Linked DNA regions of Mus musculus: region 1 is linked to region 2. A link is a contact called in public HiCAR-type data. All regions are on one chromosome and are shown on one strand. The core of a region is the stretch at or near the end of the contact, and the rest is flanking DNA. Distances in the headings are between cores, read along the strand shown.

Region 1 (4,713 bases), core at 476-2,975, 770 kb before region 2:
ACTGCATTCCCAGGTCCCCGAAGGAAGGTGCGGTGACACTCAGCTTGCTTTCGGTAAGGGCTTGGCCCGTGTTTTAGATTTGATCTCTTCTTGGCCCACGGGTATCCCTGCCATATGGTATCACAGCCTTTTGCTGCGAGGAAACAGTTTCTGGAAGATTGCTCTGGCAAACCGAGGCTGCTCATCTCAAATAAATGAGTTATCCCTGGGCAGGGAATGGAGTGGATAGCCTAGGAGATGAAACTCTGGGGAGGAAACATTTCCTGGCCAGAGACTCCCATGGACTTAGATAACATTGCAATTTCACAGACAAAGTAAGCCCTTGTGTTGCTGGCAGACAAAGCGTTGATAAGGCCCATAGGCCTGAAGCTGTCACTCACTACAAAGAGGAGGCCATATTGTTCCTGAGCGGTGCAGGGAGAGGAAGAGACCAGAGGCAGAAGCAGCAACAGGAGCCACACAGGGACCTGATCCAGGGGGCAGGAGGCATGAGAGCCAAGAACAGCATCCAACAGGGGCATTTAACCGTTTGGCTTTAGCGAAGGGTGATGCTATGACGGTGCTCGTTCATTGGTCACTGGTGGTCCGGTGTGAGGAGCTCCAAGGGAGCTGGGCTCTGCCTCTAGGTAGACAAGGAGCCACCATGGGAACAATGCAGAGGGCAGAAACAAGAGCAGAGAGCCCCCTGGGCCTCCTCTTGGGCACACTGTCTTTCTCTTAGCCATTTTTTCCATTTGAAGGCGAAGCTATCTTTCCCCAGTTTTAACGGTGTTCTGGAAAGTTCCCTTCTGATAATACCTTACCAGCATGATTCAGGATAACGTGGGCCAGGGTGCCCTGCCATGCTAGCACTGCCTGGCCGTGGGTGACACACCGGTGCACAGACTTGCCTTGACAACCTTTCCCATTGTTCATCAAACCGATGCGTTCCTGGGGGTCTCGGGAGTAGGAAGGACCCACACTTACTGTAGAGGTCAGTTTCGTCGAGGATCTCCGACTTGATGATCTCTTCTATGATGTCCTCCAGAGTCACAATGCCCATCACCTCATAGAAAGGGTCTCCTTCACCCTCGTTGTTCACTCTCTGGACAATGGCCAAGTGAGATTTTCCTGGAGAACAAATGAAACCATAGTCAAACATATGGGATCATTTTCAGAGATGATTTCTGTTTGTGAGAAAACAATACAGAGTTTCTGTTTGACTAAATTCAGGACTGAACTCACCCCAGGACCATCTGAAAATAGGAAATTGGTGTGTGCAAGTTCTTACCAATGGGAGCCTGATACTCAGAAGAAATACAGATGTGTGTTGCTCAGTGATAGAGGCAGGTTCTCAGACCTGAACTGTTAGGCAGTTTCATTGTGGGAATATCACAGAGTACAGGTGCACTGCCTAGTTTTCCGTCAACTTGACACAAGTTACAGTCATAAGAGAGGAGGGATCCTTAATTGAGAAAAATGTCTGTATTCAATAGAGGCTGTAAGTAAGCCTGTAGGACATTTTCTTAATTAATGATTGGTGGGGGAGGTCCCAGCCCATTGTGGACAGTGCTGTCCCTGGGCTGGTGGTCCTGACTTCTATAAGAAAGCAGACTTAGCAAGCCATGAGAAGCAAGCCCGAAAGCAGCACTCCTCCATGGCCTCTGCATCAGCTCCAGGTTCCTGCTGTTTGAGTCCTGCCCGGCTTCCCACAGTGGAATGTGCTATGTAAGCCAAACAAACCCTTTCCTACCTAACTTGCTTTTGGTCATGGTGTTTCATCACAGCAATAGAGACCCTTATTAAGATAGCACTTATGCAAACTAATGGTTATGTCATAACTAATGACATAATGGTATGTCATCACTAGATAACATTTTTATAAGACCATTCTACATAATCTATTGTTGGCCATACATTGCCATGTGGCACTTAGTTATATTTTATAACGTTAGTTTGCATATAGGTTGGACACATAGGATACAATGTAACACATTTACACAATAAGTAATGGTCAGATCAAGGCATTAGCATGTCTACCATCTCAAGCCTCATTGTGTCCTTGAATCAGGTCTGTGTGTACTAGCTGTTTTGAAATATGCGGTTAATCATTGTCAAGTAGGGGACTGTACTGTGGTCTGAGCCATTAGAAGCCACTCCTCCTATCCAGCACACAGCTGTACCTGCTAGCCACAAGCCCTCCCTCCTTCCTCCCTTCCACCTGCCTCTTGCTTCTGAAAACCTCTTGTTTCTTTTAAGGGCAACTTTCTAACATGTATCTAAAATGTAAGCTAGTTACATTTTTTTTCTTTGAACTTTGACACATTGATAAGAATATATTAGGTGAAGGAGACTCAAGAGCCTAATTGAAAAAGTAAGACCGAAGGAGAATTAGATTAAAAGTCAGGCTCCCTGTTTAGGCAGACTGGTTATTACCTTCAGGTAAATTATTTAACTGCCACTGAGTTGCCAACACTCATGTGGAATCAGGAACCAGAACCAAGGCTGTGGACTTTTGGAACTGCCTCCACGGAAGGCTGTAGCTAATATGTCCTGCCCCTGAATCTGGGTGGGCTTGTTCTGTACCCGAGGTTGGGTGGTAAAAGACAACAACTTCTGCTGTAGAGACCCTGTAAGACGGTTGTTGACTACCTTTTTTTGTTTGTTTGTTTTTGTTTTTTGGTTTTTCGAGACACGGTTTCTCTGTGTAGCCCTGGCTGTCCTGGAACTCACTTTGTAGACCAGGCTGGCCTCGAACTCAGAAATTCGCCTGCCCCTGCCTCCCAAGTGCCGGGATTAAAGGCGTGTGCCACCACGCCCGGCTGGTTGTTGACTACCTTGAGGCCACCATGGTTCAAGAAGCCACCTTGAAAGTGGGTGCTTCATTCTCAGCTGAAAGTGGGTGCTTCAGTCTCAGCTGACCCAGGCTTTCTTGTCTTCCCTAGTGATGGCTTAAGTACTGCAAAGCAGAGAAAAGTTATCCTATCATGCCTTTCTTAGAAGTCATTAGTGTAATAAGATGGGAATTGTTTTCTATCTCTGTTTTGGGGATGACTTGTTATCAATACTCTAGCTAGAACTGGCCACATAGCTGGTATATTTGTAAAAAGGTTTAGTAAACTATAATGTATCACAGGCAGATATGACGTCATCTTGATTACCAATTTGGTTGGATTGAGAGATATCTAGGAGGTTAGTAGTGCATACTTCTGGGTGTTTATATGAAGGCAATTTTAGGAAGGGTTAGGAGGAGGTGGGGAGGAGGAGGAGGGGAGGAGAGGAGGGGAAAGAGGAGGGAGGGAGGGAGAAGGAGGAGGAGGACCCACTCTGGGTGCCTATGGCACCATCAATGTGCCTCAGCTCAGATGGGATAAGGGGAAAGGAGAAAGCTTGTTTCCACAACCATTCTCCGTCTGCTTCTGGCCGCCATGATATGAGCTGCTTTTTCTTGGCCACCATGGCTCCCCATGGGGACAGGATGAAACCAGGAACCAAAGAAACCCTTCCTTGTTAAAGGTGTTTATAGCGGGAACATTCTGACTAATGTGGCAGATGTTTTGTTTTTACTGTCTAACAACTTAACAAGCGCTAATATTTGTTGAGCTCTTGCTTCATGCCAAACACTATTTGGAACTCTTGACACATGTCAAATGATTTAATCCTCAAAAGAGCTGGGGCCAGGCAGTGGTGGCGCACGCCTTTAATCCCAGCACTTGGGAGGCAGAGGCAGGCAGATCTCTCAGTTTGAGGCCAGCCTGGTCTACAGAGTGAGTTCCAGGACAGCCAGGGCTACACAGAGAAACCCTGTCTTGGAAAAAACAAACAAAAAACCAAAACAAACCAAAAAGAGCCGGAAATCGATTACACTCATTTTACAAAGGAAAGAATTGAGCCACAAGTTGGGTTAGTGTTAAGCCTCAAGTGGCACAGCCCAAAGGGGGCGGAGCTGGATCACAGCTGTATCCAGTCCTAACAGGAGGTCTGCTCACCCTTTCTTTTCCCTTCTTTTTTTTTTCCCCTGATAGAATCAAACCTAGGAAAAACCAAACACTACCCCTCCACATTTTATTTTGTGACAAGGTCTCACAAAGTTACCCAGGCTGACCTGGATGTTCCTGTCTTCTGAGAAGCTGGGATTATGGGGCCTTTGCCATTAGGCCTGGCTGAAGTATTTTCTAGCTGCCCTCCTCCAGGTCAATCTGTTTCTTTTTCTAATATAGACACATTTCCTGGCCCTGTTCCTAAAATGCAAACCTGAGTGGTTCTTCTTTCTTGGCTGTGAGACATGTAAGGCGTTATAAGGAGAAAGATCTGAGGTACAGACTCAGATGAGTTAGTCCTGAAAAGAAAAACTCCCCAAAGCAGCTTTTGTTTGTTTATTATTAAAGGCATCACTCAAGAATAAAGAAGGGCAGTTGGCTTTCCAGAAGCATAGTTAGCTATCATTTCACTTTCCTGTTGCTGTGATAAAGCATCTGACCAGAACAACTGAAGGGAGAAAGGGTTTATTTCAGCTCACAATTTGGGGTTCCAGTCCATCACAGTAAGGACCACAGCAGAGGAACCTTGAGGACCACTGTATCCTCTACCAAGAAGCAGAGAAAGGTGGATGTCTGCGTTCAGCTCACTTTCCCCTCTACAGTTCAGTACCCCAGCCTAGGGAATTGTGCCACCCTAAGGTGGCTCTTCCTACTCCCATCAACCCAATCAAGATAAACCCTCACAGGTAGCCAA
Region 2 (4,739 bases), core at 2,056-4,555:
GGACCTGCTTTTTCAGAATTCCAACACTGACTGGATACTTGTAGCTTTCTAGGAATCCTCAGGAACTCCAGCATCAGATTGGGACTGCTGAGACACCTAGTCTCACGGATGGAACAGCTACCGAATTCTTGGCCTTTCTATTGGGAAGCGGCCATTGATGGACTATCCATACCACAACCTAGAAGCCACTCTAATAATAAATCTCCATTAAAAATATATAACATATATATTCATTCATTCTATGTATTCTATTCCTTTAGAGAATCCTGAGTAACTAACCCTTTTTATAAGTCAGGGTTCTCTAGAGGAACAGAACTGATGGAATACATATATATGTATATATATATATGTGTGTGTATGTGTGTGTGTGTATATATATATATGTGTGTGTATGTGTGTGTGTGTGTATACGTATATGTATGTGTATATATATATATATATATATATATATATATATATATGATTTAATGAATGATTTATTAGACTGGCTTATAGGTTGTGGTCCAGCTAGTCCAACAGTGATGGTCTACTAACAGAAGGTCCAAGGTTTTAAGAATTTAGTAGTTGTTCAGTCCACAAGGTTGGATGCTTTAACTGTTCTTCAGCATATGATGGAATCATAAAGAAGTAGGCTCTAGTGTCAGTGAAGGAATAGACCTCCCAGCAAAAGTGAGAGCAAGTAAAGAAACCCAGGGTCTTCCCTCCATAATTATATATAAGCTGCCAAGAGAAGATGTGGCCCAGATTTAAGATGAGTTTTCCCATCTCAAAAGATCTGGATTAAAGGTGGGTCTTCCAACATCAAATGATTTAATTAAGAAAAAAATTTTTTTAAAAAGAAAAAATAATTCCTCACGGATGTACCTAGCTGCTTGGGTTTAATTACAGATGTGGTCACCTTGACAACCAAGAATAGTAGTACACACCCTTTGAGCCTGTGTCCTGACCTATTGTGACAGACATGGGTCAAATGAATCCCAATAACCAGTCAAACTTAGAGACCCTGGGGTCCCTGTGAACAAACCAGTGGGGAGACCCGGGAAGGAGAAAGGAAAGGAAGGAGGGTTAGAGAGAGAGAGACCAGCAAGAGCATGCCTCTAGTGGTCTACTTCCTCTGAGAAGCCCTCATACCCTGTCCCAAAGATTCTATCACATCCCTATTGTCCAGCTAATTACAAACCCATCAGTGGATTGATCCAATGTTGAGGTCAGAGGCCTCATGAAGTCATCACTTCCCCAAAACCCATCAGGGGAAGGGCAGTCTAGATCAAGTCCATAATCCAACCTTGGGGTCTCTTTTCCGCCTACCCTATAACAGCATTGGGTTGCCTTTGTGTTTGCTGACCCAGAAAGAGCTCAGCTAAGACTCAGAGCCTCCATTGCCTGATGAGACCAATATCCACAAGGAAGAAATTCAACGAGAGTCAAACTAAAGAATTATGCTCATAAGGCAGGAGGGTCCATCTGCCATGTCTCTGAACAGGAAAATCAATTCAACAAATATTTATTGGCACTTACTTCATTTGAGGCATGGTCTGTATATTAAAAAGAAAAATGGTATGGCCTTGAGGTAGTGGAAAAAATAAAAACACGGTCCAACCAATTTGTAAATGTCTCGGAGAGTGCAGGGACCTAGGTAGGCTCCATAAAGCTCCTGTCCAATCAGACTGATATCTCTCTATTTATCCCTCGTTGGGGCTCATAACAGCTAGAAGGATATGTCATCCTCCTGGACAGCTGTATTGGTATGACTTCTCTCCCAGAAGTCAAACAATGAGCGACAAGAGGTGACACTACTCCCAAGGCTATAAAGCAAGCCACCAGGGGAAAGAGTGCCCTCGAGCTGGGGTGAAACTGCATCTCTAGGGCCAAAGCCCCAAGGTCAGTCTACTCTGTCCTCCTTGGTCCCCTTCCCTGGCATCACTTCCTCCCCTTACTTGTGATATGGAGTTCACGTAGATCCAACAATTTTCTAAAAACCTCTTTTACAGAACTTGCATCTGTCCACAGCTTTTGGACATGGGAAACTAGGAGATTCATACAGGACTGAGTGGTGAATTTGCCTGATAAAAATTAAAGATGAGAGAGAGAGAGAGAAGAAGGAGGAGGAGGAGGAGGAGGAGGAGGAGGAGGAGGAGGAGGAGGAGGAAGAGGAGGAGGAGGAGGGGGAGGAGGAGGAGGAGGAGGAGGAGGAGGAGGAGGAAAGGAAAGGGAAAGGAAAGAGGGAAAGAGAAGAGGGAAAGGGAAGAGGGAAAGGGAAAAAGGGAAAGAGAAAAAGGGAAAGGGAAAAAGGGAAAAAGGGAAAGGGAAAAAGGGAAAGGGAAAAAGGGAAAGGGAAAAGGGAGAAAGGGAAAGAAGGGAGAAAGGGAAAGAAGGGAGAAAGGGAAAGAAGGGAGAAAGGGAAAGAAGGGAGAAAGGGAAAGAAGGGAGAAAGGGAAAGAAGGGAGAAAGGGAAAGGGGGAAAGGGAAAGGGGGAAAGGGAAAGGGGGAAAGGGAAAGGGAAAGGGGAAAGGGAAAGGGGGAAAGGGAAAGGGAAAAGAAAAGAAAAAAGAAAAGAAAAGAAAAGAAAAGAAAAGAAAAGAAAAGAAAAGAAAGCAGAAATTGGTGAGGCTTTATGGAGAACACCCCTCAAGGCCAGGGCTAAAGAGACACTGAGGCAGCACACAGAGTCACAGAACAGTGGAAACCTAAATCCCTGTGACATTTCCAAGCAAAGGGCACCCAGCGCAAACCTAGATACCTGCAATGACATTTGTCACTGCCATTGAGTGACAACCTGCCAGCCAATCTTCAGGCAGCTGTGCCTTCCAGAGCCCTGCCCCTGAGTGTTCCAATGACCTCCACCTGTGGTGACCACTTCTTCTCAAGGCTGTGGGTGACAAATGCAATGGTTACTACCCAGGACTCTGATGCATGAGGAAGAGTTCTTGGCACATAGGAAGCAAATTGAACATTTGAGAAGCTTTGAAAATTATGAAAGACATACCAGCTCAATGTACCAAACTCAACCCACACAGAAACAAGGGCAGTAAAAGCTTTGGGGCCTCTCTTCACCCCTTCCCCAAGAGGCATCCACCATTAAGGGCTTCCAAGATTTCTATGGGCCATCCATACTAACAGGGTGGTGGGTTAGCCCAATCTGGACTCTTAGAAGACTTTAGGAGGGAATGTGAACTGTGAGACATTACGGAAAACAGGAAATGCCCTGGCCAAAGTGCAAAGAAAAGGCAGAGAAACCAATGTGCTGGCAAAGGACACCCAACTCCCGTAGGCAGATCCGCTCTATTTGAGCAGTGGGACCAGTAAATAATTGACAGATGATTCACTGACCCAATGTGTGAGGCCACCTTCCAAGTCACACTCCTTGTGTCCCCAGGTTCCCTGGCAACGATCAGAAAACCAGAAACCTTTAAAAATAGACCCAGCTTCCCCTCACCTGCTGTCTAAACATGTCCCTGGCTGGCAGGGCAGGACAGCCCAGGGAGTAGCCCCCAGACACTCAGGAGACACTGCCTTTGAAATCCCTATTTTTAAACCCTGAACACTTACTAGAAAGTGTCCCACCAGCTTACATGGATATTTATTTCTTGATGAGTTCCAATCTGTGAGTGGAATTTGAAGTGGCTCCGAATTTGGGGAAAGAACCAACCTCCACCACATTTTCAATTGCCCCAGATTTATCCCTGGGGTGCGAGCCTATTTGCAGATTTCTTTTCACTTACCACTTGTGTTTAAATTGCAGTGCCGTCCCTATACATAGCCAGGGAAGCGGCTGACTGAAAATAGCTACTTACAGAAACAGAGCAATTTGGAATAAGCAAAAATAGCCCTTTGCGGTAACTTGAGTGTCTCATTTTCCGTATTGATTTCCGCACCCCCTCGAGTGTGGTTTTCTGGAACTGTGTGTGCGGGCAGGTGACACCGCGCCTTTGTGTATTTCCTGATGGACAACATACAATGCCCCTCTGGTCACGTGTGTCTAGAAAGCCAAAATCATCTAGAAAGCAAATGGGTTCAGTGTGAGCACCTCTAATCTGAAAAGTTTGGAACCAGATTTCTGAATTTTTTTTCTTGGACAGCTTTTGGAATCTTTGCATATATGTGGTGGGATAGCTTGGGGGTGTACCCCAAATCTAAACATCAAATTTGTGTTTCCTATACATGTTATGAACACAATTTGCAAGTAATTTTATGTAGTATTTTAAATGAGCCTGTGTTGTTGACTTCAACACGGTAAATGAGGTCAGGTGTGGAATTTTACGTTTGTGTGTCATATAGGACCTCAAAAAGTTCCAGAACTGGATTATTTAGAAGTTTGGGGTTAGAGACACTCAGCATGTATCACAGTCACATGCTAGCCTGTGGGTATCAGGCATTTCAGGCTTTCAGAAATTAGTGTCAAAACTTCAGAACGGCTGTTTTCAACCAGGCCACACCTCAGACCTTGCCCATGTAATAAAGAAAAGCTGCATATGGCCCTGGCAAGCCCTGTGGCTTTAGAGTCACATATGCCAGCATACTATGGCACATGGGGGTGTCAGAATGCTCAAAATGCACAGTTAGAAACCCCAGGAAGCTAAAGGTCCAGACTAGAGCACTGGGCAAGACCCCAGAGATGACTGCCGGCCCCTGTCACTCCCTGAGAGATGTTTGATAGGCATGTATAGAGGCTATCTTGTGTATACTGTCTTGTGTGTTATATGGATGCATCTCTTGTCAATTAAAAAGCCTTTGGCCTA

What was found. HiCAR-type assays count read pairs that join an accessible place to other places.
Region 1: a HiCAR-type map of kidney shows a contact between it and region 2, with 4 times the contacts expected there. The contact joins two enhancer-like sites. A contact is called at or near these places in 2 of 39 promoter capture datasets (cranial neural crest and frontonasal cranial neural crest) and 2 of 115 datasets of contacts at active chromatin or transcription factors (embryonic stem cells and kidney).

Annotation. Positions count from the first base shown.
Region 1 is chr19:43,461,518-43,466,230 of GRCm38.p6, reverse strand. It overlaps Cnnm1 (cyclin M1), which reads right to left. Exons shown (of 12, transcript NM_001373992.1): 2 at 967-1,110. Among named protein-coding and RNA genes, the nearest start is that of Cnnm1, 23 kb to the right of the region's middle. Within about 2 kb of position 1,725, at least 18 of the 459 cell types and tissues checked have an H3K27ac peak or open chromatin away from gene starts, as enhancers often do. A contact at or near this core is called in kidney, where this site is marked.
Region 2 is chr19:42,688,532-42,693,270 of GRCm38.p6, reverse strand. No RefSeq gene overlaps it. Among named protein-coding and RNA genes, the nearest start is that of Gm25216, 9.0 kb to the left of the region's middle. Within about 2 kb of position 3,305, at least 29 of the 459 cell types and tissues checked have an H3K27ac peak or open chromatin away from gene starts, as enhancers often do. A contact at or near this core is called in kidney, where this site is marked.